Regions from separate parts of the Mus musculus genome. Here all the other regions are linked to region 4. The links are chromatin contacts, called in public promoter capture Hi-C and targeted proximity ligation maps. All regions are on one chromosome and are shown on one strand. The core of a region is the stretch at or near the end of the contact, and the rest is flanking DNA. Distances in the headings are between cores, read along the strand shown. Region 1 holds the start of Tmem258 (transmembrane protein 258). Region 2 holds the start of Vegfb (vascular endothelial growth factor B). Region 3 holds the start of Stip1 (stress-induced phosphoprotein 1). Region 4 holds the start of Hnrnpul2 (heterogeneous nuclear ribonucleoprotein U-like 2). Region 5 holds the start of Myrf (myelin regulatory factor). Region 6 holds the start of Rcor2 (REST corepressor 2). Region 7 holds the start of Plcb3 (phospholipase C, beta 3).

Region 1 (4,029 bases), core at 893-3,392, 1.4 Mb before region 4:
TGAGTCACTGTGGAAATTACAATCATTTTGGCTGCGTGTGTTAAATTGTATTACCTTTATTTACTCTGTGTATATGTGTGCGTTTAGGTACCAATGAGTGCATTTTGAGTGTAATTTGTCAGAGGACAAATTACAAGAATTGGTTTTCTCCTTCCACCATGTGGGTCCTGGGGACTGACCCCAAGTCACCAGGCTTGAAAGTAGGTGCATTGCATTTACCTGCCATTTTGCAGGTCACTCCTCATCTCCTTTCTTAGACGTTAGAGGACAACTTTCTGAGAGACGCCTTCTGCCATGCTTGAGGCAAGGTCTCTCTTGGGCTTTGGTCACTGTAACACGCATTCCAGGGTAAGCAGCCCTAAGGCTTCTGGACATTTCTCTTGTGTCCATTTTCCATCTTGCGGTGTGTGAGTTCTGGGGTTACCACATCTGGCTTTTGTTTGTTTGGTTTTGAGACGGGGTTTCTCTGGGTAGCTTTGACTGTCCTAGAACTCACTCTATAGACCAGGTTAGCCCCAAACTCACAGAGATCTGACGGCCTCTGCCTTCTGAATGCTGGGATTAAAGTCATGCACCACCATCGCCTGGCCACACCTGGATTTTAAAAAGTAATGTGGGTTCTAGGATCCAACTCAGGCTATCAGGCTTGCACACCAAACCCTTTGCCCATGAGCCATCTCCTAGCTCTACATCACATCTTAAAAGTAGGGACGTGGCAGGCTTTGTGGTAGAACATTTGCCTAGCATGCATGAAGTCTTAAGTGTGATCCCCAACACTGGGAAATAAAACAAACAACAATAACAACAAAGAATGGCAGCAGCCACTTTCAGTGAGATAAGAGCAGCTAAGAGTCAGAGGATAATGGCTCTTAGGGGTTTCTAGCTAATGATCACTATGTAAGTCATGGATCTGTCTGGGGGAAGACACCTAAAGAAAAACGCTTGCCCACAATTCCCACTGCTTTTGGATCTGTGTCCAGACTCTAAGCCGTTAATTTGTACAGGAAGCCGGAGCCTACACTAGTACAGACAGCTCAAATTCTAATGTAGGAGTACTGCTTTTCATTGCCTTAGGGGGGAGCCACGGGGATCTCCTGGCAGAAGACAATTGGGATAATTCTGGCCCTACTGAATCCTCAGTCTGAGTTAAGTAGTTATAACACTGTTTGTGTCACAGGGCTGATGCATGATTGGAGAAAGATGAATGTTGACACATCTAGTTTACTGCCCGGCACAGAGTAACTGCTCAATAGGTATTTGTTTCCTTCCTAAAGTTGCAGAGAAGACGATGAGATAATCCCTGTGAAAGGGCTATAAACGTAAAGTTCTGTACAAATGTTAACTTCCATTGTCACTTTCTTGCCAATGTTTCTAAAGTCCAGAACATAACAACTCCAGAGAAGTAGACTGAGCCCATTGTTCTAGGAGACACAGGAATTCAATTCAGTAAACAATTATGTCCCCCTTCCCCCCTAAAAGAGCCAAGGACAATCGCTGCCATTTATGGAACCTCCAAATGCAGGCCCAGTGTTGGGCAACAGGAATACAAAGACGAATAGACATCATCCCAGAACTAGATGCACGTCAGATGGTGGTCACTAGGAGGCGTGGCAGATTAAAAAAAAGAAGTCCAGGAAACGTGGCAAGAGGTGTGTACAGACTGAGAGCTCCCAGAAGACAAGACAAGTACCTATGAGAGTTACAAGTGTTTTACCAGGAAATGGTATTTATACAAGGGCCTTGCGGGATAAGTAAGATTTCAGCAAGGGAATCCTTCCAGATAGAGATAACTGATCATAAGAAAGAAAAATAAAAACGCGAAGGTTTTCAAAGTGCACCCTGTGACCTTCAGAATTATAGTCAACAACATCATAAGCACATTGTGATGGAAACCTCAGCCTGAGGAATACACGGTAAGGGGCTTGCTTTCCCGTCCCTAACTCAAACTAGAGTTTCAGCGGCGTCCCACCCACCGGGCACTCCATACTGAGGCCTCCGCGGAAGAACGCGGTGAGGACCGGGCACACAAGAGCCCTAGGTCCTGGCCACAGCACTGTCCGTTAACTCCCATCATCTCACCATTTTGCCCCGCACAGGATAAACCACCGATCCGCCACCGGAAGAACACGTCGGCAGGAGCAAGCGCACTGAGCAACAGGAAAAGGATGTGGTCCCTTGCGCGTGGCATTGTGGGACTTGTAGTCCCATGTTCTCAGGAGTAACGGGAACTAGGACTATGCGGACCTGCTGTGAGTAGCATGGAGTCGGACTGTGGGAAAGGGTGGTGTGAAGTTTAGGTTTTAATTCATTTTTTCCCCAGAAAGAACGCCCACTATGAAAGCTGCTATCGGACCTGGTGGGGCATACACTACATTTCCCAGGAGGCTGTTCGCGCCTGGCAGATCACGTGACGAGAGCGCGGGCTTTGGAAGGCGGCGAAGCTGGGAACGATACTGAAAGAACGGGCTCGGGACTGTCCAGAGAACGCTGTGGACTCCAAACCACTGCTAGCTGCTTAAGGCTCGTGCACTCGAGACGGGGTGAGGTCTCGCGGAAGCGTCTCTGAAAGCGGCAGAGCCGCGGGAACAGCACCGGGCAGCCCGGGCTTGGGCCATTCGCTCTGCTCCGAACATTCCTCTTCGCCGGTAGGAAGAAGGTAGTACCCTCCTTCCAGTGAGGACTCAGAGACCAGAGCGTGTTCATCCTAGGGCCCTTGTGAGGAGTATGGAGCGGGGAAGTTCTGTGCCTTTAATAAGGAAATGGGTTCATGTTCTGCTGACATCCAGAGACAGTGCTTTCTTGTATTTCTGACTGAGGCAGGTGTTGGAAAAGCCCCAAGGACATTTCTGGTGAAGGGAAGTCTGGAAGACTCCGTAGAACAGTGGGGCCCAGTTAATACGGTGATTAATCAGTAGGCCTCTGGGGAGTGGGGAGCAGGGGAACTAGGTGTGTTTTTATCCTGCCTGCAGCCATTTCATTTAAGGCTTTGCTATCTGGAAGGTCCTGTGGAGGCGGGACTGAGACTATCAGGACAGAACAGGTTTCCCTCTGTGTGACATGATGGGTGGTAATAGCCTGTATTCATTCTAGCAACGTAGTAAGTGAGGTGTGAACCATATGGTTGACTAGGGAACATGGCACGGCATCTGGTGATGTGTGTATTCCATCTGGGTTTTTGGTTGACCGGTTCTGCAAGGCAGAAATGGTTATTCATTCTTATTTAACAACTCAGAAGTGACTTGTGTTACACAATCTTGAAGATGTAGAGCACTTGCTAGCAGGAGTGAGGGCTCTAGCTCAGTCCCCATTGTTATACCCACACACAGAATACCAGATTCAAGGATGAGTTTTTTATTTGATTTCTGGTCTGAGGATTCAACATGGGACTCCATGCATGCTAGGCAAGCCACTGTACCAGGGAGAGCTACAGTCTTTAGCCTTAAGACTGAGTTTTTGCTGCTTGTATTCTTAGAGGAACCACAGTAATACGAACCAGGAAGAAGTAAGGAAGGAGGGCAGGAAGAAGACCAAAGAGAGAAGCAGGCCTCTTCACTAGGCTTCTGTGCTATACAAGTAACGTGTGCTGAGGTGTTTGTAGTCAGGAAGGAAGGGGACTATACAGGGCCACTTGGGCTTCAGAAAAGACACAGTGAAGTAAGACTGGGAACAAATTAGAACAATTGACAGGACTTTCTTTTTTTTTTTTTTTTTTTTTTTTTAAGATTTATTTATTTATTATATGTAAGTACATTGTAGCTGTCTTCAGACACTCCAGAAGAGGGAATCAGATCTCGTTACAGATGGTTGTGAGCCACCATGTGGTTGCTGGGATTTGAACTCTGGACCTTCGGAAGAGCAGTCGGGTGCTCTTACCCACTGAGCCATCTCACCAGCCCTTGACAGGACTTTCTTATGGTGTGGACACACTAACATTGGGCGAGCAAGATAACCTTAATAAATTGCATATTAGAAAATCCTTTTATTGTACATTTAACACATTAATATGACTTGACTGACACAATGCAGATA
Region 2 (4,062 bases), core at 79-2,578, 1.8 Mb after region 4:
TCACCACCAAGCAATTTTTTTTTTTTTTTTTTTTGCAAATTTTTTAAGTTCAGGGTCATCTTTGGTTACATATGGAGTTTGAGGCTAGCCTAGGCTACATTAAACTGTGTCTCAATATAGAAAGAAAGAGGGCCAGGCAGTGGTGGTGCACGCCTTTAATCCCAGCACTTGGGGGGCAAAGGCAGGTGGATTTCTGAGTTCGAGGCCAGCCTGGTCTACAAAGTGAGTTCCAGGACAGCCAAGGCTATACAGAGAAAACCTGTCTCAAAAAACCATAAAAAAAAATAAAAGAAAAGAAAGAAAGAGCGAGGAAGGACAAGTGCCGTATAACAGTGACAGTCCATGGTAGCTGCCAGGACCTCACCATACACTCGAATGCATGCTGTCATACCAGTTTTCTGTGGCATAGAAACCCAAAGGATGGAGCCCATTGTCCGTAGTATCTAGCAATGGAGATTACCTAAATATGCCCCCTTTCTAGTCTTCTGGGAGAGGCAACCTGATTTCAGAGCTGTTTCACCAACCTTCTTCACAGGACAGCCAGTGACTTAGGGTGCCACCTAGTTCTGGGACTTGGGCCACTTGGTGTCTGTTATAGAGAGAGATGTAAAGTTGTGTGAGAGATGCTAGAACCTGGTCAAGGACCAGGGTTTGAGGGACACCAGAGTTCGGAGACTCGGAGTTAACTGCAATTCCTTCACAGGAAGCTGGAGCAGGTGCATCGCAGCTTCATGGATGAAAAGGACCGGATCATTACAGCCATCTACAATGACACTCGGGCCAGGGCCAGGTCTGTCACTGCTCTGACTTTGCTTCCTGCTTCAGCACCACCCTCCAGGATGTCTGTCCTGATCCTGTTTTTCTTTCCAGGGCCAACAGAGCCAGGATTCAGCAGGAGCGCCAGCAGAGGCAGCAGCCTCGGGCAGAACCCTCCCTGCCTCCAGAAAGCTCCAGGATCATGCCCCAGGACACAAGCCCCTGAGAGGCTTAACTAAATGGGACCTTCATTGGTCCTCTCCCTGCTGCCTGTCCAGAACTACACGTGCAATAAACTCATTTTCAGACGCCTGTCCGATTCGGTCCTTCAGGTCACGCATCTCCTCACCCCTCCCCTCGTGAGGCAGCGACCCCCGGAGCTCGGCCTCCAGGGCGGTGTGTCCCCTTTCCCCTGCAGCGGCGGGAGGGGGCGTTTGGAGGGGACCGGCTCCGCCCCCGCCCCGCCTCCGCCCGCGGCCCGGTGGGGAGCGCGTGTTTAGGTCACATGAGCCTCTTGCCCGCCAGCCCCGGCCAGGCCCCCTGCCACCCCCCGCCGTCCCCGTTGCCCGCCGTCCCGGCCACCACCGCCGCCACTACAGGCCGCCTGCCTGTCTTGTTCCTCAGGCCGTCGCTGCGGCGCTGCGTTGCGCTGCCTGCGCCCAGGGCTCGGGAGGGGGCCGCGGAGGAGCCGCCCCCTGCGCCCCGCCCCGGGTCCCCGGGCCCGCGCCATGGGGCTCTGGCTGCCGCCGCCCCCCACGCCGCCGGGCTAGGGCCATGCGGGCGCTCCCGGCGCTCGCCCCCCGCGGGCACCATGAGCCCCCTGCTCCGTCGCCTGCTGCTTGTTGCACTGCTGCAGCTGGCTCGCACCCAGGTACGTGCGTCCGCGACATCCCGCTCGCTAGCTCGCCCGCCCGCCCGCGGTGCCCTCTCAAGGTTGGCGGAAGTGGGGAGGCGCCTGCTACCTCTGTCGAGGGGATCCTCAGTTCAAACCGGGAATATCCCTTAAGAGGTGCCCCTTGGCGAAGGCCCGCTAGTCCTAGCCCATGCCCCTGGGGCCACTCCCCCACCTCACCCCATCCCCTGGGCGGTTGTAGGGCGGAGCTGCCTCCGTGCCCTCCGAACCTCGTTTGTCTCCCACTATCCTGGCTCCTGACCTAAAACAAGCCCAGCGCTAAGGCTTGGGCTTTAGTACCATTCCCAGAGTATGCCTGGTGGGTCTTGGGCCAGGGAAAGTACCAGATGTCTGAGTATACAAGAAAAATTAGAACCAAGGTCTTGGGAACAGAATAAATCTGGAAAGGTGTCAGAAAGGCGCAGAAGCCTGACTCAAGGACGGAGCCCTTACATAGCCACAGGGCCAGCCCTTTTAGAGTGCATCTTGGGCCCAGGTATCTTCTTTCCCACAGGCCCCTGTGTCCCAGTTTGATGGCCCCAGCCACCAGAAGAAAGGTAATAATAGTTAACAATAACTTGCCACCAGCCAGTACTAAGAGGGGTTAGCACTTGCTCTGATTTCATATCCCTTATCTTGCGTGATCCCAACTCCTTTGGGCGATACCATTCCATAGAGGAAGAAACTGAGGCAGAGGGCTTAATCATTTCTTGAGAAACAAGGCAGAGAAAGACAGGTTTAAAAGATGGTTGGGGTGGTGGTGATAGGGTATCAGAGAGGCTACATGCTCAGAGGAGCTTCAGGAGACCTGATAAGAACTTAATCCATCTGGGTCTGCCCACAGTGGTGCCATGGATAGACGTTTATGCACGTGCCACATGCCAGCCCAGGGAGGTGGTGGTGCCTCTGAGCATGGAACTCATGGGCAATGTGGTCAAACAACTAGTGCCCAGCTGTGTGACTGTGCAGCGCTGTGGTGGCTGCTGCCCTGACGATGGCCTGGAATGTGTGCCCACTGGGCAACACCAAGTCCGAATGCAGGTACCAGGGCCTATGGGTCAGGTGTGTTGATGGGACAGTGATGTCCTATGGGCTGGGCCAACCCAGGGAGGGGCGTGCTGGAGGTGGGAATTTCTGGTCATTCTTTCTCTAGCCTATCTAGTATCCCCTTCCTCTGTCTTTTTCTGGCCCTGCCCCCCACCACTCACTGTCTCTTCCTCGTTCTCCTGAGCACAGATCCTCATGATCCAGTACCCGAGCAGTCAGCTGGGGGAGATGTCCCTGGAAGAACACAGCCAATGTGAATGCAGGTGCCAGCCAGGTCCAGGTCACAAAGTGTAGCATGGGGTGGGGGTACCAGGCATGGGCTTGTACCTTACTTAGTAGGGACCAGGTGACTGAGAGTAGAGCCAGAAGTAGTAGGCATGGATCCTGGGGCAAGAGTGCAGGAGGCTTGGGTTTCTTTAATCTTTCTCTCTCTCTCTTTTCAGACCAAAAAAAAAGGAGAGTGCTGTGAAGCCAGACAGGTGAGTTTTTGGGATTCTTGGTGCTGGTCCAGGAGAGAGAGCTCATGGGTTAGGGGGTGCACAAGTGAGCCAGGAGGCTGCAGCCCCTCTGCCTTCTTCTCTCACCCGACTCTCTTCCCTTTTATACTCCCCAAATCCACACACTCTGCTCTAACCCTAGCTCCTGGGAAGACTCTTCCCACCCCAGACGTGTCGCTTCTCCTCCTAGGGTTGCCATACCCCACCACCGTCCCCAGCCCCGCTCTGTTCCGGGCTGGGACTCTACCCCGGGAGCATCCTCCCCAGCTGACATCATCCATCCCACTCCAGCCCCAGGATCCTCTGCCCGCCTTGCACCCAGCGCCGTCAACGCCCTGACCCCCGGACCTGCCGCTGCCGCTGCAGACGCCGCCGCTTCCTCCATTGCCAAGGGCGGGGCTTAGAGCTCAACCCAGACACCTGTAGGTAAGGAGTCTGTGGGGTGGTGCTTGTGTGAGAAGGCCGCAAGGTTATGTCCTGGAGCAGGTCCAGATGAGCCTGCTAGTGGTGAAAAGACCAGGGATGGAGAAGCCAGCTGAATGTGTTAAGTCATTTACTGTGCATCTGCTGGTAACCAGATCATCAAAACCTCAGCTGAAGACTAGATGTGCAAGTCAGAGGGTGAGAGAGCTGATGCCACTCTTAGGAAAGGATGCTGAACCTGTGATAGGGGCACCAATCTAGCTAAGCAATCAACCATCTCCCGGAGTGGAACTAAAGAAGGCTTTTTCCAATCTGCAGAGCTTTATGTGATTGATATTTCTCCATTCTGCAGGCTCTGAGAGAGCAAAGATAATATGAGAGCCCCCATCTGCCTCTGCCTGGAGTGCTTACTTAAGTAACCCTTCTGTGCTCTATAGTGAGGCCAGG
Region 3 (4,303 bases), core at 552-3,051, 1.8 Mb after region 4:
CTGGTCTACAGAGTGAGCTCCAGGACAGCCAGGGCTACACAGAAAAAACATGTCGGGGGGGGGGGCGGGGGGGGGGAAGCATTGTCGGCCTTGAAGTGGTGATATATCTCTGTTGTGTGTGTTCAAGGACTCAAACTCAGGTTGCCTGGCTTGCTTGGTTGGGGAATAAACACCCTTTACCACATTTTCAAGCCATCTCAAGCCCTTCCCTTCCCCTTCCTTCCATTTTTTTTTCTTCATTTGCTCAGGCTGGCCTTGAATTCTGATCTCCCTCCCTTTTCCAACTCCCAAAATTTGGGATTGCAGTCATGCACTTTTTTTGTTGGTGGTGGTGTCTTTGTTTTTTTCCAGGCTGGGTTTCTCAGTGTAACAGAACCCTGGCTGTCGTGGAACTCATTTTGTAGTCCAGGCTGGCCTCCAACTCACACAGATCTACCTAACCCCCAGCCCCCATCCCAGTGCGGGATTAAAGGTCCACTCCATCATGCCTGGCTTAATCATGCACTTTGTATACATGCCTTTTGTAATTAAAAAAAAAAAAAAAAAAAAAAAACAACCAAAAAACCTAACCTTTGTATTTTCTTTTTGTCAAACAGAAGGTTGGAGGCTCATGGGTAGAGGGCTTGTGTAGCACAGACAAGACCTTTGTTTCTATCTCCAGTCACCCAAAAAGTACTCTTGCCACATTTGGCTCACACCTGTAATTTCAGCACTCTGCCTCTTCCCTCTCCCTCTCTCTTGAGACAGGGTCTCACTATATAGTTCTGGTATGGATAGCTCTGGCTGTCCTGGACCTCACTATGTAGATCAGGCTAGCTTAAGAGATACACCTGCCTCTGCTTCCTGCGTGCTGTATGCCACCACCGCTCATTTCCTCCGATCTTAAGTGAGGCAGGAGAAAGAACTAGGTAGGCATAAGTGAACAGATAAGGGGTAACCGGATGGAGAGGGTATGCATTGGTGCTACTGGCACAGACATGGCACCGCACAGCCCACGTTCCTTATACAAATCCTGTCCAGACCCCTGATCATCAGTCTCTGTCGTTCCATAAGCTACACGCTAAGCCTGCAACCCAAGTAGCATTTCTGCTGGCAGGCCATGGTGACCAAAGCTTGCAGCTGAGTTCAGAGAGTAAGGGCCAAGCAGCCGGTCCGCCAGGACACTGCCGGAAAAGCGGAGGCCTGTCGTGGCCCGCAGCATTTTGGGAACATTCAACGCAGGCCCGTCATAGCCCGCAATATTTTGGGTACATTCCGGGCCTAATAGTCAGGATGCGAGGAAGCGCGGGCCAACAGTCTCAGACTCAGGGAAAACAGCTTGTAACGCTGTAGTTAAAGCCTAGGCGACACCGGGCCAGATGCTCGACTCCCCACGAACCACCAGCCAGCCGAGCACCCCCTTACAGGGCAGCGGCATAAACCAATCAGCGCCAGGAATGGCCAAATTTTTTTTTTTCCCCACCCATCCACCCAATTGAATGTTTCCTCTGAAAGGCGGTTCCGTCTAGGAGTCCTTCAGCCCAATGAGAGTTGTGGAAATTTCCAGAAAGAACAGGACCAATGGGTGCGGCCAGGCCAGCTACAATTGACGGACTAACCAACCAATCCGTGTCGTCAAGACCCGCTCCTCCCTCAGTTAGCCTAGCCCTGAAATAGGCGGGACTTGCCGCGGAGTGTCCAATCCGGAGGTGCAGAGGAGGCAGGGCTGAAGAGAAGACCCGTAAAAAACCAATGAAAGAGAAGTCACGATGATTGACTGAACTTTAAGCCTATAAAAGGGGCGAGCAGAGCCTCCTGGACGTGTTCAACCAGTGAGCAGGCGAGGAAGGGGCGGTAACCTGGGGGTCCCGGCAGCTTCTAGTAGGTTCCAGAAGGCGGCGCGTGCGGTTGGGAACGCGGAGCGGACGAATTCGATTCAACGGGGTTCCGGGCCAGGCTATGGAGCAGGTGAAGGGGGAGGGGCGGCCGGGGCCCCGGGGCAGCGCAGGCCTGTTGGCGGGGAGAAGCGAGTGGTTGGGGGGCCGGGTCGGGCGGCCGAGGCGCGGGCGTGAGAGCCGCGGTCGGGCGTGTGAGGGGAGAATGGCGAGCGCCCGTCGCCCCCGCGACCCGCCGAGTGGAGCGGGAACAGGCCTGGCCGCGGCCGGGCCCCGAAGCTTCTGGGGGCCGGGCCTCCTCAGCGCGGAGAGGCCCCTGTCGGCCGCTGCGAACTTGGAGGGATCCGGTGACCGATCACCCCAGCAGCCTTCGGGGTACACGGCATCTGTGTGCGCCCGGGAAAAGGACCCGCGCGACTGCAGAGAAGGCGGGCGCGGACAGTGTCACCAGGGCTCCCTGAGGCATACATATGTCGCCCCTCCCCCCACTTTTCGTAGTGACTGTGGGGTGACTGAGTATCCGACCCTTGGAAATTCCGTTCCCGATTACACAGGATTTAGTGGTTTTAGACAGTTGTGAGCCGATAGTGAGGAGCTAGAAGTCCCTGTCTCTACCGCTCAGCATCTGATCTGGGGCACAGAGGGAAACCTGCCGTCCTTACCTTGGTGATTTAGCTCAGGCTACAGTGGCCTGCATCTGAGGCCTGGAGAGGTTTTGTTACCTTGGAAGCTGTCATTGAACCGTTGTGATTCATCCAAACACACACATACAAAAAGAGCACAGCTTACTACTACTTTTACTGTGATGTATAAAGTAAAACCTTTTGTTCTGGAATAGTCACTGTGAGGGACCGTGGGGCCTCTCACCTTGTTAATAAGACTAAATGGAGAGGTTAATCAACTTTCTGTACCCTTGGAGTAATTAAACTGTAACTGCAGTACGGACAAGAGAGACGCTTTTTTGGTATGAGTAACACCTTGCTCTGTTACAACAAAAAGAGGTTGTTTTTCATTATCATTCATTCATTCATTGTGTGGCACTAGGGATCAAACACAGGGCCTGAATTTAGAGCTATGGTCTACCCCGTCCATCCTCCCCACCCTCCTCAGTGGGGAAAAATCCTGCCAGCCATTATACAAGTGTGCAAGTGTTCCTGTGGACTGCAAACTTACAGTAAGATGACAAATTTGAGCGTTGGGCTTAGAGATGGCTCAGTTGGTTCAGCGTTTGATGTCTAAGGATGAAGGCCTGGGTTCCGATTGCCTTTACCCACTAAATCGGTGAGGGGAGGGGAGACCCGAGCATCTCAGGCCTGTCTGTGAGCTCCAGATTCATTGAGATTCTGTCTCAGAGTAAGGTGGAGAGTGTTGGAGGAAGACCCTGACTTCCAATGTCTGCCCCATGCACTAGCATATACACAAATGCGTTTGAATATTGGAAATTGTACATTTGAGCCAGGTGGTGGTGGCATAAGTAAGCCTTTAATCCCAGCACTTGGGAGGCAGAGGCAGGTGGATTTCTGAGTTTGAGGAGAGCCTGGTCTACAGAGAGTTCCAGGACAGCTAGGGTTATACAGAGAAACCCTGTCTGGAAAATTGTACATTTGAAGAGTAGAATTCCAGGTAACTCCTACAGTGACACATAGTTTATATTTTAAGATTTAATTTTGCTAGGCATGATGGTGCACTCAATGAGGCAGAGGCAGGCTGATCTCTGAGTAAGTAAGTGGACCACCAGAGTTGTATAGTGAGACCCTGTCTTAAAAAATCCCAAAACATTATTTCTAATGCCCGGTGTGGTGGCACAGATCTTCAATCCCAACACTTGGAAGGCAGAGGCAGACAGATAGACAGCTTTGTCTATATAGTGGAGTTACAGGTCAGCTATAGCTACATAAAGAGATCCTAACTGCAAACAAAGACGAGGGGTTTTTTTTTGTTTGTTTGTTTGTTTTCAAGACAGGGTTTCTCTGTGTAGCCCTGGCTATCCTGGAAATAACTCTGTAGGCCACACTGGCCTTGAACTCAGAACTCTACCTGCCTCTGCCACCACTGCCCAGCTCAAAGATGAATATTTGTGTACTGTGTACTCTTTTTCTCCCTTGACCTTCCTGTAAAGGAATGTCATATTGGCAGTTTCCTGTCTGTTCCTTTATCTCTCCTGCATGTCATCCTCCTTTGCTGAGAATAGGGTCCGCTGCCTCTTCCTAAGTGTTGAGATTGCAGAGAAAAGCCAGCTTACATGTGCATTGGGACCTCTGTTCTGTGAAAGTTTCTAATTGGTGTACCTTGGGATTCTAAACGCATTTGCAAGAAGTACATTCTATGTCAGTCTTCTGAATCATGAGTAGATGATCATTCCATAATAGGTGCTGTAATAATTTCACTACAGCAATCTCCTTCTTCCACCTCATAAATCCTGAAATAAT
Region 4 (4,333 bases), core at 230-2,729:
GGGTGGGGTGCTGGATCGGAGACGCACCCGGCAGGTTGAAGCCCGGCTTGGCTGCCAGTTCCTCACCTTGTTCCTCTACGGCCTTGTCACCCGGTGCCTCGGATCCCGGAGTCTCGTCTCCGCTCCGTTCCTCCGGCCCGTCTTCCTCCCCCTTGCCGTTGTCATGCTCTTCGCCACCATTTACCCCACCTGACCCAGCCGTGGCCTCCGCCGGTGTGTCGGAAGCTTCGGACTCGGCCTCCATGGCTGACGTCTCCGGGGGCTCCGGAGGCGGCTGCGCGGCCTGGCCCAAAGCCTGAGCAGGTGGTGGTTCCTCGTCTTCGTCCTCAAGCAGCGCCTCCTCGTCCTCCTCCTCGTCGTCGTCCTCCTCCTCCTCGTCCCCGCCCGGGCCTCCGCCCGACGCGGCCACAGGCCGAGGCTCCGCCTTGCAGGCCCCACCGGGCCCGGCCCCACCAACGCCGGCCTCGTCCTCCAGCATCTCAGCATCCAGTGCCTCCTGAAGACGCTGCGCCAGATCCATTTTGAGGCCGCGCGAATCCAGGCCCCGCCGCTGAAGCTCCGACCGCAGCTCGGTCACTTTCAGCCGCTTCACCTCCATCGCCGCCGTCGCCTCCTCCGCCTCCCGCCGCCTCCTCCCCTGCGAACTGTCGACCGAGCCCGACCGCGCAGGCGCCGCCGCCGCCCGCCTCCGCCTCCCGCGCCAGCACTGAGCCCGCGCTAGCAAGCGCACGCACACAGAGGCAGAGGCCGCGCTGTCTTCGCGGCGTGTTTATGTCGCCTTCCTCCTGCCCTGCCCCTTTCGGCTCACTGAGCGCAAAACAAGACGGCGAGGAGCAGCTTCCGACACACTCTGTACTCGACCGCGGGGGAGTGCGCGCCGAGGACGACGGAGTTCCCTCACTTCCCCTCCCTCCTCTCAGAGATCCGGGCCAATCAGCGCAAGCGGCCTAACCGCGCAGCCGCACAGGGGCCTGAGTCGGGCAAGGCTGGCTGCGGCTCAAGTGCCTCGTAGCACGGAAGCGTGAGCGCGCTCCTCTTTCCGTACTTCAGTCGTAGGCTCTGCGCAGTCGCGCCGGAGTCCCGCCCATCTCAGGTCTCTTACTTCCTGCCCGCTCCCAATTACCGGAGCACCCTAGGGCTTACTCGATGTCCTCTCTTGCTTATTCTTTGACTGTAACTTCTGAGACTAGTAACCGAAGCCAAGCTGGAAGGATGGGTGGTGCAGGGTTTTCGTAGCCAGGAGGGAAAGGCCTTTCCAGCATCAAGGGAGAGAGAGAGAGGGAGAGAGCAATGCCGGGACCTCTTTCTGTGCTTAAACATCTACCCAGCAACAGAGGCGCCAACCCCACCCCTTCCTTCTCTCGTTGGCCAGCTTGAATCGTAGTCTGTTGCTCTGATTGGTCCTCCGATATCGTGCGGCTTTTTTTCCTATTGGAGAAGTGGCCGGGAATTTTTTTTTTCCGGGTTGGTCCGCTGGGGAGGCGGGGCCGGTTCTGCGGGATTACTTTTCTAGACTCCTTTCTGATTGGGTGGCATGACGCAATGCGCGTGCCCCGTTAGAGGCTAAACTGCTGGCAGGTCTGGTCTCTTCCTCTCTGTGCTCCTGCAACTTAAACCGAATTCCTGGAGGAGTCTTCCGGCTTGGGCCTCCGCTGTGGTGCGGTTGTTGGGCACAATGCTTCCGGCCTCTTGTGCCTCACTTGTGGACTGGAGACTCAGGCCTCACTCACTTCGGTTCCTCAATTAACAGCAGAACCATCAACAAATGTTTGTTGGATAAGGACAAATAAAGAGATTGGAAAGGAGCGAAGCCTTTTTGACTTGTTTCACTTGTTCCCGCCTACTCCATCTTCTTCCAGGTCAGGGGGTGTGCCTCAGAGAAAGAAGGAAACGAATTTTGCGGGCGGTCACACACTTGGAACGTTTAGTCGGGCCTTTGGATTTCCCTAGTGTCTGTAATCACGCCGGGATCTCTTCTAATGGAACTCATTTGGTCAATGGCCTCACTATCCTCACATCATTCCTTTTTTTAGTTTGCGGTACTTCTGGAAACTGAAAACTAGCACAGGAGAATAGATGGGACTAGTAAAAACAGCAAAACCCACATCCCTGCGAGCTTCTTGCTTACGAAATCGATGCTCTAATCATTTATTTTGATCCCATTCTACTGCTTCAGTTTCTCTTTCATTTAACAGTTCCAACAGTCATGGAGAAGCGCCTTCAGGAGGCTCAGGTATACAAGGAGGAAGGAAACCAGCGCTACCGGGAAGGAAAGTACCGAGATGCTGTGAGTAGGTACCATCGAGCTCTTCTTCAGCTGCGGGGTCTGGACCCAAGTCTGCCTTCCCCTCTTTCTAGTCTGGGACCTCAGGGCCCAGCTCTCACACCGGAGCAAGAAAACATACTGCACACCATCCAGACCCACTGCTACAACAACCTAGCTGGTAAGTATGGGACGAGCGTGGGCAGAGAATCAAGACCGCAGGGCCGGGCAGTGGTGGAGCATGACTTTAATCCCACTACTCAGGAGGTAGAGGCAGTTCAAATACAGAGTGAGTTCCAGGACAGTCAGGGCTACACAGAGAAACCCTGTATCAAAAAGCAAAACAAACAAAAAAGATAGAATCATCAAGCCCTGTGAACATTGGAAGATGTTCTTTTTCACTGCCACCTGGCTATTTAGCAGTCGATTGAAACCTGTTTCCAATTTGTAGAGTATTCTAAAAGCAAGCGGGATTTCACAAACCTCACCTGAAACTACTTCCTGGGCTCTAAAGCCCAGATATCTTGATTTGGTGGACCTAGAATGGGTTTATTTCGAAGAATGATGCTAACACCTGTAATTGCAGCACTGGAGAAGTCCAAGTAGAAAAATGGCTTCAAGTTTGAGAGCCAGACTAGCCTGTGATGTGTGCTAATACCCTAATTCAAACAAGTAAGAATTAACTGTATCCCGTCGTGGTGGCGCAAGCCTTTAATCCCAGCACTTGGGAGGCAGAGGCAGGCGGATTTCTGAGTTCGAGGCCAGCCTGGTCTACAAAGTGAGTTCCAGGACAGCCAAGGCTACACAGAGAAACCCTGTCTCAAAAAAACAAACAAAATAAAAAACAAAACAAAACAAAAAAAAATAAATTGAAAAATGGAGATAGTCATAGTCCTGGGGATGTTTCGTTTAAGGGATGGTTACATAGGATTCATAGATGTGACATTTATGACGTAGAATGTCAGGTATTTAGGTCACTACACATTGATCTATGTAACTGTCATAACAGTTCTTTCAGTTTAGTCTAATGAAATCATATCTAGTAATGAGTAGATTTAAAATTATACCCAAACAGCCTTAATTCCCAGAGCTTAAATGCTTCTTGCAAGATTCTGTGCCCTTTAAAAAACAGAAAATGCACTAAGGAATTTGCCAAAGATCACCTTTCTTAGAGAAGCCTTCAGTCACTAAGCAACAGTTTAACTTCACTTTTTCTCTAGCAGTTTGATTTTCTTCAAAGTATATTTAAAATTTCATTTGCTTGTGTATGCTTTCCACTTTGTGGTGCCCTGGCAGAATTTAATCCTTGCTTGAACTCAGTTGCTCCTCAGTAGAGATCAGTGAAGCCTTCCATCCTAGAGTGCTTTCCCTAAGCTGGTAAAATCCTGCCTCAAAGCTGGGGCCCGAAGCTAGAGCGGCACAATAGGATTGAGTGTGTTGTGTCTTAGCCAGTGTCCTCCTAAGCTGTTAAATCAGCTCCCTCCTCTCTTAAGCTCAAAGACCTCTCCCTTCTAACCTCTGTGAGAGGGATTTCCCACCTCAACCAACACCCCCACCCCTGATGGCTAGCATTACTCAAAGATATTTCTCGTGAAATCTGTTTTGGCACATGATGAGATGTCCAATCAAGCCTGGAGGTGGAGCACTTTCTTATTTAGACTAAACAAGTTTAGAGAGATGGCCCAGTAGTTAGGAACTCTGGCTGCTCTAGCAGAGGATCAGAGTTCAATTCCCAGCACCCACATGATGATTTACAACCATCTGTAACTCCAGTCTCAAGGGATATGACACTGCCCTCCCTTCTTACCACCTCAGGCACTAGGCACACACATGGTTCACGTACATAAATAGCGGCAAAACACTCAAGAGGGTGTGTGTATGTGTAAAATCATCTAGATGCTTGCCTTGTTCTCTCTACTCTTTGCTCCTGGTTTAGTGTCTGATCATAATCAGTGCTTGGTAAGTACTTACCAGTTGAAATTTTGAAGCTAAAGTGCTGGATTAATTGACCTGTGGAGAATACCCCATGTAAATAAAGCCTGCTTAGTAGGGGTGTTATAGCAGGGATGC
Region 5 (4,093 bases), core at 1,019-3,518, 1.4 Mb before region 4:
GAGAATAGGAGAGCTCAGGGGGTCTCACTCGACTCCCTGCAAAGCTGGGCTTGTGCTCCACCTTAGTTTGGCAGCCACTGCCAGAAAGAGTCAAAAGTTCTAAGCTGGCTAGGTTGGTATCTTGATTTGATAGTAAGTTTTCCCAGCCTTCTGGGTTGTTGTTGTTGTTGCTGTTGTTGTTGTTGTTGTGTGTGTGTGTGTGTGCCTGACTTTGTAAACCCCCACTGGCATTGCACTTGCAATCCTCCTGCCTCAGCCTCCCAAGTACATTGGTTATAGGTATATTCCCCCACGCTTCGGGAGGCTGCTCAGTTTCATCTTTCCCAGACAGTGGTAAAGCTTTCTGGTTTTGACTTCCTATGCCTAAGGGTTCTCTGAGGATGTGCCCTGAACCACTCTGTAGTGTGGTGATTTACTGGGTCTGGGATTCTAGAATCCTAGATCTAGGGTTCTGAAGTTTACAGGTGCCATTCTCCATACATTCAACCTGTACTTTTTGAGTACCTATTGTGTGTGAGGTGTGTGTGTGTGTGTGGGGGGGGGTTGGTGTTGAAGTTATAGCAGTGCCCTCATAGGCCTTCCTGAGAAGGAGACTAATGGAAACTACATGCAGAGCTACGCGCCTATGAGGGTGAGACAGGTTGAGGTGGAGTAACTGCTTTGGAAAGAATACCCCAAGCTGGGCAGTGGTGGTGCACAACTTTAATCCCAGCACTTGGGAGGCAGAGGCAGGCAGATTTCTGAGTTCGAGGCCAGCCTGGTCTACAGAGTGACTTCCAGGATAGTCAGGGCTACACAGAGAAACCCTGTCTTGAAACCACCACCACCACCACCACCCCCAAAAAAAGAATACCGATGTGTGCACTGAGGTCTGGTGGCTGAGAAGAACTAGCCATTTGGGAGCAAGCATCACAAATGAACTAACATGTGCCATGGCCCTGTGGCAGATGTGGGCCTGGCATGTTCGGGTGATGGCAGAAGGTCTTGGTAGCAATGGTTAAGTGAGCCACGCAGAAAGCAGTTGAAGCTGAGGTCATTGTTACAAGTGGAGAGAGATGAGCCAGGTTTCTGAGAAACCAGGGCAAGAGGTTTAGATGTCAGAGTGCAAGGAGAAACCACTGGTTTTACCAAAGGCATGGTGGTATGATCTGACTTCTGCTTCATAAAGAATTAGTTGGGAGGACTGTAGAGGAATCATTAGGAGAGATGCTGTGTAATGGGGGCAAGATGGAGGTGAGAGTCCAAACAGGAGACACGATGGTTTCATCCCTATGTGATTTCAGATTAAACATCAGGTAGGGCAGCAGGGAGTAAGAGTATAACTCTTAGTGGTGGTGGCACACGCCTTTAATCCCAGCACTTGGGAGGCAGAGGCAGACAGATCTCTGAGTTTAAGGCCAGCCTGGTCTACAGAGTGAGTTCCAGGACAGCCATGGCTACCCAGAAAAACCTGTCTTGAGGAAAAATAAAGAATGGCTCTCATTAAACTCTGAACCCTATTGACCTTGAACTGTACTGCCTAATACTACCAAGGTCACACATAACTAATTATGCTCAAAATAATTAAAATAAAACAAAGCTGAAAAGTCAGGAGCTCAATCCCCAGAGCCATATTTCAGATGCTCAGCTGCCACTGTGGCTAATGACAACACCTAGAGTATTTCCACCATTCTAGAAAGTTCTATGTAGAAGCACTTCTCTAGAGGGCACTCATTAATCCTTAGCTTCCTCATCTGTAAATGCAAATTGTAATAGTTCCAGACAGGTGGCAAATGCCTTTATTCTCAACACTAGGGAAGCGGAAGAAGGCGGATCTCTCTGAGTTTAAGGCCAGACCTACATAGATTCGGTGTGCGTTGGGCCTTGGGGGGTGGGGGTGGGGAGTGGGGAAGTGGGTGTGTACCTCCCTAACAAAGACCTGCCGGAATTAACAGAGTTTAACACCTATAGAGTACTTAGCACAGAGTATCCCTTTGTTACCTGGGATAGGGTGAATACGAAAAGGAATAGGAGCTATCTCTGAGATCTGGTACTGAAAACCCTCAGATTCATAATCTGGAACCCTACCTATACCAGAAAAGAGTGAAAAGCGACTAATCCACAGACTTTAAGGCAAGGCAGTACCCAGGACACCACCGCCGCGTCGAGCGCCCCCTGCAGACGACGCGGCACCCTGCTACCCGAGGTTGCGGCTCTGGGCGTACCGCCAGAGGGCGCTGAGGGCGGCGGGCGGGGCGCGGGGCAGGCGGAGGCCGGGCTAGGGCTGCGGGGAGCGAGCGTGAGGAGAGCCTGGCCGGACTGTACCGGGAGCCCAGCCGGGACTGTCGCGCGGGCCGCGCCGGCGATGCCGCGCCCCCGGGCCAGGCTGTAGCGGGGCTGCGGCCGGAGCGCACGCGGCGGGCAGGCGGGCCATGGAGGTGGTGGACGAGACCGAAGCGCTGCAGCGCTTCTTCGAAGGTGAGAGACCGCGGGGTTGGCTGGGCGATCAACCTCCTGCTCTGGGATAGGCCAACCAGTCTCCCTGAGGACAGGAGACCCATGGGGTTTCCACCATGCACCCAGAAAGGACCTCCAGAAAGCCTCCTTTTTGGCAGGGACTCTACTTCAGACTGGCAACAGCGAGGTGAATGGCTTCGAGATAGGGAGTCTCTAGATGTCTGCCCAAGCCCGTTGGACTTGGGTTTCCCCGAATCGGCCTCCAACACTCAACTTCCTTGGGGATGGGTTCCTTCTGTGCTCGGCTCTCCTCGAAGCCTTTCGGGTCCTGCGGTCCCTGAATGGTGATACTCCAACCCTCAGCACACTTCTCTAGTCTGAGGACGCTGTACTCCACCCATACCAGCCTCTTTCTTACTCCATCTAGCCTGGGACTTCCCTTTTCCCTTAAGGCTGGGACCCCAGAGCCTAGCCTACCTTCTAGGAGCAGGGACCTCCTGACTGTGCTTCCTGGAGGCTGAGACATCCTTGGAGGCTGTCACCTGTCTTGGGCAATGCTGCTTCCTCCACTAAGGCTGAAATAAATGCTCCTCTAAGCAGCTACTACTTCCTTGCCTGGGGCAGGACCTTCTCTTTAGTGTGATTTCCTAGAGATGGAACTCCCTTGAAGCTGGCTGACATCTCTGTCACCAGCAACCTCTGCCCTAGGAGACCTCCAATGCTGTAAATGGCACCCCACCAGCCCCTATGAGGCGCCTCAGGGTTGGGTCCCTCACACCTGACCCAGGAGCTGACCTGGTCCCCCCCTCACCTTGACCTGAACTTCTCCAGTAGGATCTATGTACGCTCCATTATATATGTTTTCCTCACCTCCCCCACCTCCCAACCCCCACATTGATTTTAGAGTCTGGTCCTGGTCTAAATACTGCCTCAGCTTTTCCTGAACAGACCCTGCCCCTCCCCCCATGAAAGCTGGGTTCAGGAGGGAAGGGGCTGGTGTAGGAGGGGGAGGGGAAGTGCAGGCTGACATCTCCCAGCCTGCTGGGTTTCTCAGACCCTTATTGGAGACCGAGGCACTTGAACACCTTTTGTATCTATCCCCACTATGTTGAGAAACTATTCCCTGCCTCACCCTCTTCCTAGTCCCTCAGCTAACATCTTGCCCCTAAGTACTGGTCGAGGCTTCCATGAGCAGAACCTGTTGCCCTCAACATACCAGGCTGGGACTGTGAGTTGCAGGATGGAAAATCAAGACCCAAGTTTAAAGCCCAGTGCCCAGTTCCTGAGAGATTTCCCCACGCAAGAAGAGGACTTTATTCGTTTCTCTTTCCATGACGTGGGGAACCACAGAATACTTTTGTCCATCCACTCCTACATCTGAGCAGCCCAGGAGAAGACAGCTCCAGTCTCAGGTTAACTTAACTCTAGGATGTTGAACACCCAGGCAGAACAAGTCTTGAGGCTGCAAAATGCTAGGCTTGGACTAAATTCAGTGATCAAGTCTGAGGCAGCTATACCATTTGAGGGTGCAAGACACCACCCCTCAGTCCAGGAGCTCTCTGGGAGCTTCCCAACTTTGGGCAATAGGCTAAGAGTGCACAGGGACTTTGTGAGTAAAGATTCTAGAAGAAGAAAGAAGTCAGTGGTCCTTGTTGGG
Region 6 (3,721 bases), core at 1,174-3,673, 1.6 Mb after region 4:
GTGCCTGGTCCAGGACAGAAGCCACTCAGGTTCTGCCACGGCAGCACTGCACTGCCCGGTGGGCCCCACTCCCATCCCTCGGGGCCCCCACCCACCTGCTCAATGTTATAGCCATGCTTCTCCTTGGCCATTGCAATGTACTTGTCAACTGCAGGGGGGAAGAGGAGGGTCACACGGAAGCCCCACAGTAAAGACCACTCGTGGGCCTACAGCCCCCTACCAGACTTCCATGTTAGTGGGACTAACAGCTCACTTCTTTTTTGTTTTTTGTTTTGTTTTGTTTTTTCAAGACAGGGTTTCTCTGTATAGTCCTGGCTGTCCTGGAACTCACTTTGTAGACCAGGCTGGCCTCGATCGAACTCAGAAATCCGCCTGCCTCTGCCTCCCAAGTGCTGGGATTAAAGGCGTGCGCCACCACTGCCCGGCAACAGCTCACTTCTAAGGAAGAGCTAGCCTTAGGAGGACAGGAACTAAAACCCTGTTCCTGAGACTGAACGTGACCTGGGCCCAGCGCACTCACGTTTGGCATCTGATACACAGTGGTTGGGGGACCACACCAGCATTCCCTTCAGCTCCTTGTTGCTATAGCGTGCAGGGCTCTCTGAAAGGATGAGCAGAATTAGGCACTCACAGAAACAGGAGACCACTGAGCAACACAGTCAAGCGAGGAGGTGAGGCCCAGAAGGGAAGGAGGAGCTGAGACCCAGACAGGAAGGCAGAGCAGGAAAAGTAACAGTGCCACGGGGCCACCCACCCCGCCCACCGCCTGTCCCTCAAGCAGGAGCCAGCCAAGAGTTCCCAGGTGGGGCTGTAGGCCAAGCCATCAGCCTCCACCCCTCCCTGCCGCCCTCCCTCCCTCCATGTCTGTCCTGCCACTCACCAGGCTTGCACTCCGGAATTACTGCTTGGTAATTGGTTCCAACTCGGATCATGCTGTCTGTGGAGCCAGGGGAGGCAGTCAAGACTCCAGGGAAGTAGGGGGAGGATATAGTGAGGGGAGGTAGCTGATCTGGAGTTCTCCTTCCTGACCACTCAGGGACCCCCACCATACAGGAGACTCACTTTTCCTTGATAGTGCCCCCCAGCTACCCTCCGATAGAAGGTACTAGGAGAGTCATACCCTGCCTAGTCATGGCCATGGGGGGAAGGGGAGGTTAAGAGGACACTTTTAAAGCCCAGGCTAGAGCAAAGTGCTTTGTTCTAACTGGGGGTGGGAGCTTGGAGGGCTGCCCCTAGATCTGGACCACAGCCTTGCAGAGAGCTCGGGGCTCCTCCCCACCACATGAGCTTCACAGCTCCGCATAGAGGTATCTTCCCAGTACCTGGTCCAATCAGACCTCAGTCCCCTGCAAGGCTGCAAGGTATGAGGACCCAATCCATCCAAGAGAGGCATCCTAAGCTCCCTCAACGACTGAGGGCAAAGGGGAGGTGGGTGGTCAAGGGCCCAGCCTGTAGATTTCCTGTGCCGGCAACACCAGGCACGAGAAGGCTGAGGTTGCAATCCAGGAGCGGCAGAAACCATCTGTGGTTCGCAACTCTCCCCCCCCCCTCCTCCACCTTCCATGATCCCTCCCCGGACCAGCGCGCCTTTAACCCTAGGCCACCAGGCTCACCATGAGAGTGCTCCTCCTCGCTGCTGTCATCCTCCGAGTGTGGCTGTCCGCCGTTGGGTGCCGTCTTGGCCCGACTTCGGGACAAGATCCCGGAGCCCGCACTGGGCTTCTCCATTACTGAGGGCATTACCCTACCCGGCAGCCCCGAGGGGCACGGGATCCTTTGGAGAGCGCAGGAGCTTGCCGCGCTTGCCTCGAGTGCTGCGCCTGGCCCGGCCTGGAGGGGTCGCCACTGAGGCTACGAGAGGCAGGAGGTCAGCGTGGCTAGGGTCCGGGAGGTCGGGGCCCCGGAGGGCAGCCCTAACGCTCACTGCGACCCCCACGGGCGAGGACGGCAGAAAAGTTTGTGAAGTGGGGGTACGGGGGAGACGGCGCGGCCGGGGGCACGCTCGCTCCGTGCGCCCCTCGGGGCTGGTTCTCCCCCGGGGAGAGTCGGGGCGCGTTGCCCTCGGGGAGCCCCGGAGCCGCGCCGCGCGCCTGCCCACGCTGTTTGGCCAGCAAGGGCTACCGCGCAGTGGCCGCCGCAGCTGACTCCGCGCCCCTCGGCTGCGCTGAGGATGCCCCGATCCCCAACGGAGGTAACCCTGCCCGACCCGACCCCACGGCAACCACGCCAGCCGGCTGGAGCCCCGGCGGCAGGACGGCGCGCACGGCGTGCGGCGCTGGAGCAGAGTTGCCGGGAGGCGGGCGGAGCGCAGCCGCGGGCGCCGCCTCGCACCCTCCCCGGCGCGCTCGCTCGCCCCGCCGCGCTCGCGCTACCGCCGCTCGCTCGCCCGCTCTCCGCCGCCGCTCGCTCCTCGCGCACACAATGAAGCTGCTGGCAGGGAAGTAGTGCCGGCTGCGGCCTCAGCACCCCTCCCCCAGCCGATGCCTCCGCCAGCTGAACATCTGGCCCTGGGGTGGGAGGGAGGGCCCGGGGGGCGGGGCCTGGGGCCGGGGCTAGACCTCCAGGGGGTGGGGTCAGGACCGGAATGGGGCGCACGTACCCCCCCCAGGGAGCACCCTTGGTGTCTCTGAGTTCTCAGACTTGGCCCTTTTGGGTAGACCCCAGTGCCCCCCAGGAGAAGCCCGGGGTCAGCCCCACCCACAAGCACACCGGTTCCACACACTACTGGGCTCTGGTTACTGTGGCCTGCCCCGGGGGCCCTGAGGCCGCCTGTCCGACCGCCCGGGTGGAGCCCAGCTTTTCCTTCCATTTCCCTTCCTGCCAAGGAACTCCCTGCCCCCCCTTCCGCAGGGGGATCCCCCCCTTCATGCGCCCTTGGGGGCCAAAGCGGATGGGAGGCCGGACAGGCGCAAGATGAATTTCTATAAGAGCCACTGGGCTAGAACCTGACTTCTGCTAGGTCTGTGGGTCCCCAGGGGTCACCCTAGTGTCTTTCAACTGCTGCAGTCTGCACCCAAAACAGTAGTATCAAAGATTGAGGAATGAGTATGAAAGGTAATAGGGCAAGTTCTGGGCTGAAAGGGGCGAGCTCCTCACTGGGTTCACTGTCACCCCAGCTGGAAGCAGCATCCCCCCTCCCCCCGGACAGGCACAGGCAGAGTGACAGACAGGGAAGCGGGTTGGGAGGCACAGACGGAGTTGGGGGAGGGGGTGGGCAGAGACTTTCAAAGCCAGACCCAGCCACCCTGCCAGGCACACAAAGAGCCAGCGCACTCACCGGCAGCAGCTCGAAGCCTGTGAGCTGCGCCTGTGCCCGTCCCCGCCGCCTGGGGCACGTGCTGCAGCTCACACAGGCCGAAGCCCCCGCCCGCTGTCCCTCCCACGGGGAGCCCGGACTCCTGGACACGCCTCTACCCGGGCACACCCGCTATGCCCAGATCGAGCCGAGCCTGCACGCGCACCCTCCTCTCCCTTCCCTTCCTTGGCCACTCTGTAATCAGATTCCTAAATTTAGAAGCAGCCCTGGCCCCAACCGGGGATCCCTGCCCCTACCCACTGGCTGTGGCCGACCGGCCTGGGTCCTGTGGTCAGGCCACGACCTGGCTGGGGCATCCTGTTCCTGGGGGCTCTTTGCCTGCGGCTGGCAGAGTCAGACACGACCCCGCCCGACTTCAGCACTGTCCGGCCACATAGGGCCACCCAGTCAGCGGCCACGTTGCCC
Region 7 (3,721 bases), core at 547-3,046, 1.8 Mb after region 4:
ATTCCCCCCATTACTGCATGCCTAGAAACTCTATTACCATTCCAGGGCTGGAAGAAAGCATCCAAAGAGGAAGAGGGAGCCTTCTAATGGGGGGCTGCCTGGCCTCAAGAGATTAGTGGTGGGGGAAGAAGAGGGCCTGGCTCAACAAACAGCTTCCATCCTGTTTTTCAAGGCCCTGCTTCCAGAAGCTTCTGGGAGGGCTCAGTCATCCTGCCCTTAGCGTTGGTGTGCAGGATCCCCTGTGCCCTTTTTTTACTCTTTCCCCTTTGACATTCCCAGTTTCTTTTCTACCTGTCACCCGTCTACAGAGGGGTGTGTGTTTATTGCACTGTGATAACTAGCTCCTGGATAAGGGAGTCCTGGATTTGAAAGCAAGCCTGTGGGTAGAGGCCAATCTCCACTCTTAATGGTTCTGATCTCTGGAGGAGGTGGGTGGTAGTTGGAGCTCTGAAGGGGTATTTTCTTATAGTCCTTGTGGAGGAGGAGAAGGAGGAGGAGGAGGAGAAGGAAGAAGAAGAGGAGGGAGATGACAGGCCTGCACCCCCCCCCCTTTTCTCCTACAGACCAGGGAGCAGAGGCAGGAAGCAGAAAGAGGGGTTAAATCCTCTCAGGAAGCTGTGTGACCTTGGGCAAGTCCCTTCCCCTCTCTGGGCCTCAAGTGGAGATAACAATCACACCACTGCACAAGGCCACAGCCAAAGACAACTAGATTCATTAAGTTTGCCGCCATGATGGCGATTTGGAGGACAGCCAGTGCCAGGCAGGGCTCCTCTGGAGGCCTGAGCGCCTGGGGCAAAGGCGCCGGTAGGGAAGCTCCTCCTTAGCCGACCCTCCTCCCCCAGAGCTAGCTCCAACTCTTTCTGGGTTTCTAGGTGACTTGGCTGGCCCCTCTGGATGAGTTCTACTTTAAACCTGCTGCTGCTGCCTCCTCTGTATTGGGGGGGCTCCCACAGGGGCCCCCAGGCAGGAGCCCCCCCAGCCAAGCCCTGCGGGGGGGGCTACAGCCCCCACCCCGGCCGGTGCCCATGGGTCTGCCCCTTCGGTTCCTCAGATCACTGGAACACAGATTTCAGGGCACCTGCTGTGGGCCAGGAGCTGCACAACCCCTCCTTTGGGGACACCCACGAGGCTTCTGCCACCTCTGGGCAAACAACCATCTTTCACTATGTTCAACTAAGAGGTTCACTGAGACTGGCTCCCGTCACAGGGTCAGCAGCACAAGAACTGCGGCAAGGTTTTCTCTGGAAAACCAGGATGCCTGGGTCCTCAAAGGAGGTGGCAGCTCCAGGCCTCCAGAGCTAGGGACGGGGGAGGGGCGCCTGCCGGCGGGAGGCCCATTAGCCAGCTAAGTGCTCCCTGGGAGGGGGGACTGTGCTGCAGCAGGAGGGGGAGAGGCAAAGTGAGGGCACGCGGGTGGAGTGGGATGGAGAGAGATGGGGTGACGACGTTTCCTGAGCTCATTAAGTGCGGTAGGAGTCGGGTTGAGGACAAGGGTCTGTGTCCCCTAACCTTATTATCTTCGCCTTTTCCACCTGAGTCCTCAACCGGCTGACCTTGGCATGTCTTGAGCGGCTCCAACACCCGTCTTTCCAGGTGCACCCTCAATAGCACTTTATCTAAGACAAAAAAAAGAGAGTCCTACTGAGTCAGCCGGCCAACAAAGACCCCCCCCATTCCATCCATCATCCCTTTGGCTGCAGTCGCCGCCCCAACCGCGAGGGGGCGCCGCCGTGGGTCGGGCGGCACCATAGCGGTGGGAGGGGGCGGCACCGCCCGACGGGGCGGGGCTCTGCGGGGGCGGGGCCGGGCGCCGAGTCTCCGGTCCGTCCGGGACAGACTGGCTGGCGGGCGGGCGCTGACGCCGCGGGGCCAGAGCGGGCCGCGCGGGAGCGTGTGGAGAGAGCAGTGGCACCGTCGGTTCCCGTCGGGGCTCCGTAGGTCCCCGAGCCGCCCCTGGCTTAGCCATGGCGGGCGCGAGGCCCGGCGTCCACGCGCTGCAGCTGGAGCCGCCCACCGTGGTGGAGACCCTGCGGCGCGGGAGTAAGTTCATCAAATGGGACGAGGTAAGTGAGTGGGCTGTCCTCTGCTCTGCCTAGATCGAAGGATTCCTTCAGTCACATTCGACTAGATGAATGCCAGGGACCCCCACTTCAGTGTTGCCTGACCACCTCACCCCCTATTCCAGCCTTGTTGCACTCCGGAAACTTGAGTCCCCTGTTGTCCTGGTAATTGAAGACTTTGTCGTTGTCCCCGCTCTTCTCCCCCGCAAGACAGTAGCTGTGGTCAATTGGGCTCTTCTTGGCATGGAGACTTTGAACCCCTGTAAATCCTGTCCTTCTTCTCACTCTTTTCCACCCTTGCCAACGATGAATATCAAAGTCTCCATGCTGGTTCTTAGTTTTTGGTCTGGTCCCCAGACCCCTGTTCCTGGCACAGGACCCCCATGGGGGCATAGGACATCCTTGCCTTGGGTGGGGTGCCACTGGGATCCTACTCTTCTCAGTGCCTCGCTTGCCTGAGCCATTATAGTCATCCCTTTCCAGCCTGCCCTGGTTGATACCCTTTCGTCCTGCTTCTGGATTCCAGCGAGCTTTCTGTTCAGATGGGAGCACCGAGCCACCCCTTACCGGAGACTTTGTTCCTTTCCAGGTTCCTCCAACTCTGGGAACTTTGCTCCCCACTCCTTAACTTAGTGACTTTGAACCTCAATAAATCCTGGTCCCCACTTTTTATTGCTTTCTCTCAGGTACTTCCCTGATACTCACCTGCGGCTTCTTATCTAGATATCACGTCTCACCCACGTTTCTGTACTGTTCCCTCTCCTACCCCCTGGGCTCCTTGCTCCCTAGGGCCTCAACTCAGGCGGCCTGAGTTTCCTTACTGTTCCTTCCCAGTCGGGCCATAGGCCTGGAAGACGCTGGGTTTCTTTCCGGCAGGGTGGGGCAGGAGTGAGAACTAAGGGGAGGGGCTGGGGGCGTGGCCTTAGCTGCAGGTGTGCTGGGCAAGGGTGGGTACCCCCGGGGCCCCAGGATACCCCTTCCCCCAGGCCAGACTAAAGGGAAAAGTTTCTCCTTTTCCTTGCAGTGTGATAAACCCAAATAAGGAAGTGGAAACAAGGAGAGGGCCTGGGTTGGGGTGGGGGTGCTGAACAAAGTTTGGAACTGAAGAGCCAGAGCCCTGGGTGGCCTTTGGAGGTTAGGCCCCTGAAGATGGTGCCACAGGGGCTACAGGGACAGTACCCACAAGTTTCCCCCTTTCTAGCACTATTGGTGGCTAGCTGGTCAGGCCTAGGGCAAGGTTTGGAATCTCCTGGAGGGGTTGGGACCTGGTGTCCTCTGATTAAGAGTTGAAGGATTATGAGTCCCATGGGTTTAGGGACCTGTGTCCCCAGATCAGCTGCTGTTCTTTTGTAAACCGAGACTGCATGGGTGGGGCTGTGAACCCCTATTCTCCCAAGAGAGAAACTGAGCTCTCTGCTGTGAGGTTGAGGCTGAGGTCAGGAGCCAGGGGTGGTCCTGCAGGGGTCTTGGCTTTCTGTTTGCCACATGCCAGGACTTTGCAAGTGTACCCCTGCAAATCCTGACTCCTCAGTTTCCTCCTGTATAAAATGAGGGTGATGTAAGGACACACCTCACGCACAAGGTGTTGGGGAGCACGGAGAGGGGGTTGGGGAGCATGGAGAGGGAGTTTTAGTTTCAGGGCGTAGAGCTGGATGTGCTTC

The links. Promoter capture Hi-C pulls out the DNA fragments that hold promoters and counts their contacts. Capture Hi-C pulls out chosen DNA fragments and counts their contacts.
Region 1: a targeted proximity ligation map of pro-B cells shows a contact between it and region 4, with 3 times the contacts expected there. A contact is called at or near these places in 4 of 39 promoter capture datasets (the C10 cell line, cranial neural crest, hippocampal neurons and 1 more) and 2 of 130 datasets of targeted methods (pancreatic cancer cells and pro-B cells).
Region 2: a contact with region 4 is called in a promoter capture Hi-C map of liver, with 3 times the contacts expected there. A contact is called at or near these places in 3 of 39 promoter capture datasets (the HPC-7 cell line and liver), 7 of 130 datasets of targeted methods (the 230-238 cell line, astrocytes, embryonic forebrain and 4 more) and 3 of 9 other capture datasets (adipose tissue, embryonic stem cells and macrophages).
Region 3: a targeted proximity ligation map of embryonic limb bud shows a contact between it and region 4, with 9 times the contacts expected there. A contact is called at or near these places in 2 of 39 promoter capture datasets (embryonic stem cells and liver), 1 of 484 Hi-C or Micro-C datasets (embryonic stem cells) and 3 of 130 datasets of targeted methods (embryonic forebrain, embryonic limb bud and embryonic stem cells).
Region 5: a targeted proximity ligation map of pancreatic cancer cells shows a contact between it and region 4.
Region 6: a targeted proximity ligation map of embryonic stem cells shows a contact between it and region 4, with 6 read pairs. A contact is called at or near these places in 3 of 130 datasets of targeted methods (embryonic stem cells and stem cell-derived neural progenitor cells).
Region 7: a contact with region 4 is called in a promoter capture Hi-C map of adipose tissue, with 2.4 times the contacts expected there. A contact is called at or near these places in 2 of 39 promoter capture datasets (cranial neural crest and liver), 2 of 130 datasets of targeted methods (microglia and pancreatic cancer cells) and 2 of 9 other capture datasets (adipose tissue and macrophages).

The regions. Positions count from the first base shown.
Region 1 is chr19:10,202,315-10,206,343 of GRCm38.p6, reverse strand. Tmem258 (transmembrane protein 258) reads right to left here and starts at 2,142. Exons shown (of 4, transcript NM_026919.1): 1 at 2,080-2,142. The coding sequence starts at 2,082. It overlaps Fen1 (flap structure specific endonuclease 1), which reads left to right and starts at 1,951. Exons shown (of 3, transcript NM_007999.6): 1 at 1,951-2,249; 2 at 2,325-2,656.
Region 2 is chr19:6,984,917-6,988,978 of GRCm38.p6, reverse strand. Vegfb (vascular endothelial growth factor B) reads left to right here and starts at 1,328. Exons shown (of 7, transcript NM_001185164.1): 1 at 1,328-1,627; 2 at 2,163-2,205; 3 at 2,493-2,689; 4 at 2,885-2,958; 5 at 3,139-3,174; 6 at 3,484-3,618. The coding sequence starts at 1,568. It overlaps Dnajc4 (DnaJ heat shock protein family (Hsp40) member C4), which reads left to right. Exons shown (of 7, transcript NM_001357001.1): 6 at 704-790; 7 at 871-1,068. The coding sequence ends at 982.
Region 3 is chr19:7,037,524-7,041,826 of GRCm38.p6, reverse strand. It overlaps Stip1 (stress-induced phosphoprotein 1), which reads left to right and starts at 1,801. Exons shown (of 14, transcript NM_016737.2): 1 at 1,801-1,947. The coding sequence starts at 1,939.
Region 4 is chr19:8,816,547-8,820,879 of GRCm38.p6, reverse strand. It overlaps Hnrnpul2 (heterogeneous nuclear ribonucleoprotein U-like 2), which reads right to left and starts at 1,479. Exons shown (of 14, transcript NM_001081196.1): 1 at 67-1,479. The coding sequence starts at 598. Ttc9c (tetratricopeptide repeat domain 9C) reads left to right here and starts at 1,586. Exons shown (of 4, transcript NM_027412.3): 1 at 1,586-1,859; 2 at 2,196-2,444. The coding sequence starts at 2,207.
Region 5 is chr19:10,238,923-10,243,015 of GRCm38.p6, reverse strand. Myrf (myelin regulatory factor) reads left to right here and starts at 2,268. Exons shown (of 26, transcript NM_001033481.1): 1 at 2,268-2,457. The coding sequence starts at 2,412.
Region 6 is chr19:7,266,981-7,270,701 of GRCm38.p6, reverse strand. Rcor2 (REST corepressor 2) reads right to left here and starts at 2,423. Exons shown (of 12, transcript NM_001320554.1): 1 at 1,614-2,423; 2 at 881-937; 3 at 521-601; 4 at 96-148; 5 at 1-4. The coding sequence starts at 1,740.
Region 7 is chr19:6,967,889-6,971,609 of GRCm38.p6, reverse strand. It overlaps Plcb3 (phospholipase C, beta 3), which reads left to right and starts at 1,796. Exons shown (of 31, transcript NM_001290349.1): 1 at 1,796-2,063. The coding sequence starts at 1,965. Gm52400 (a long non-coding RNA gene) reads right to left here and starts at 2,914. Exons shown (of 3, transcript XR_003952919.1): 1 at 2,766-2,914; 2 at 1,510-1,616.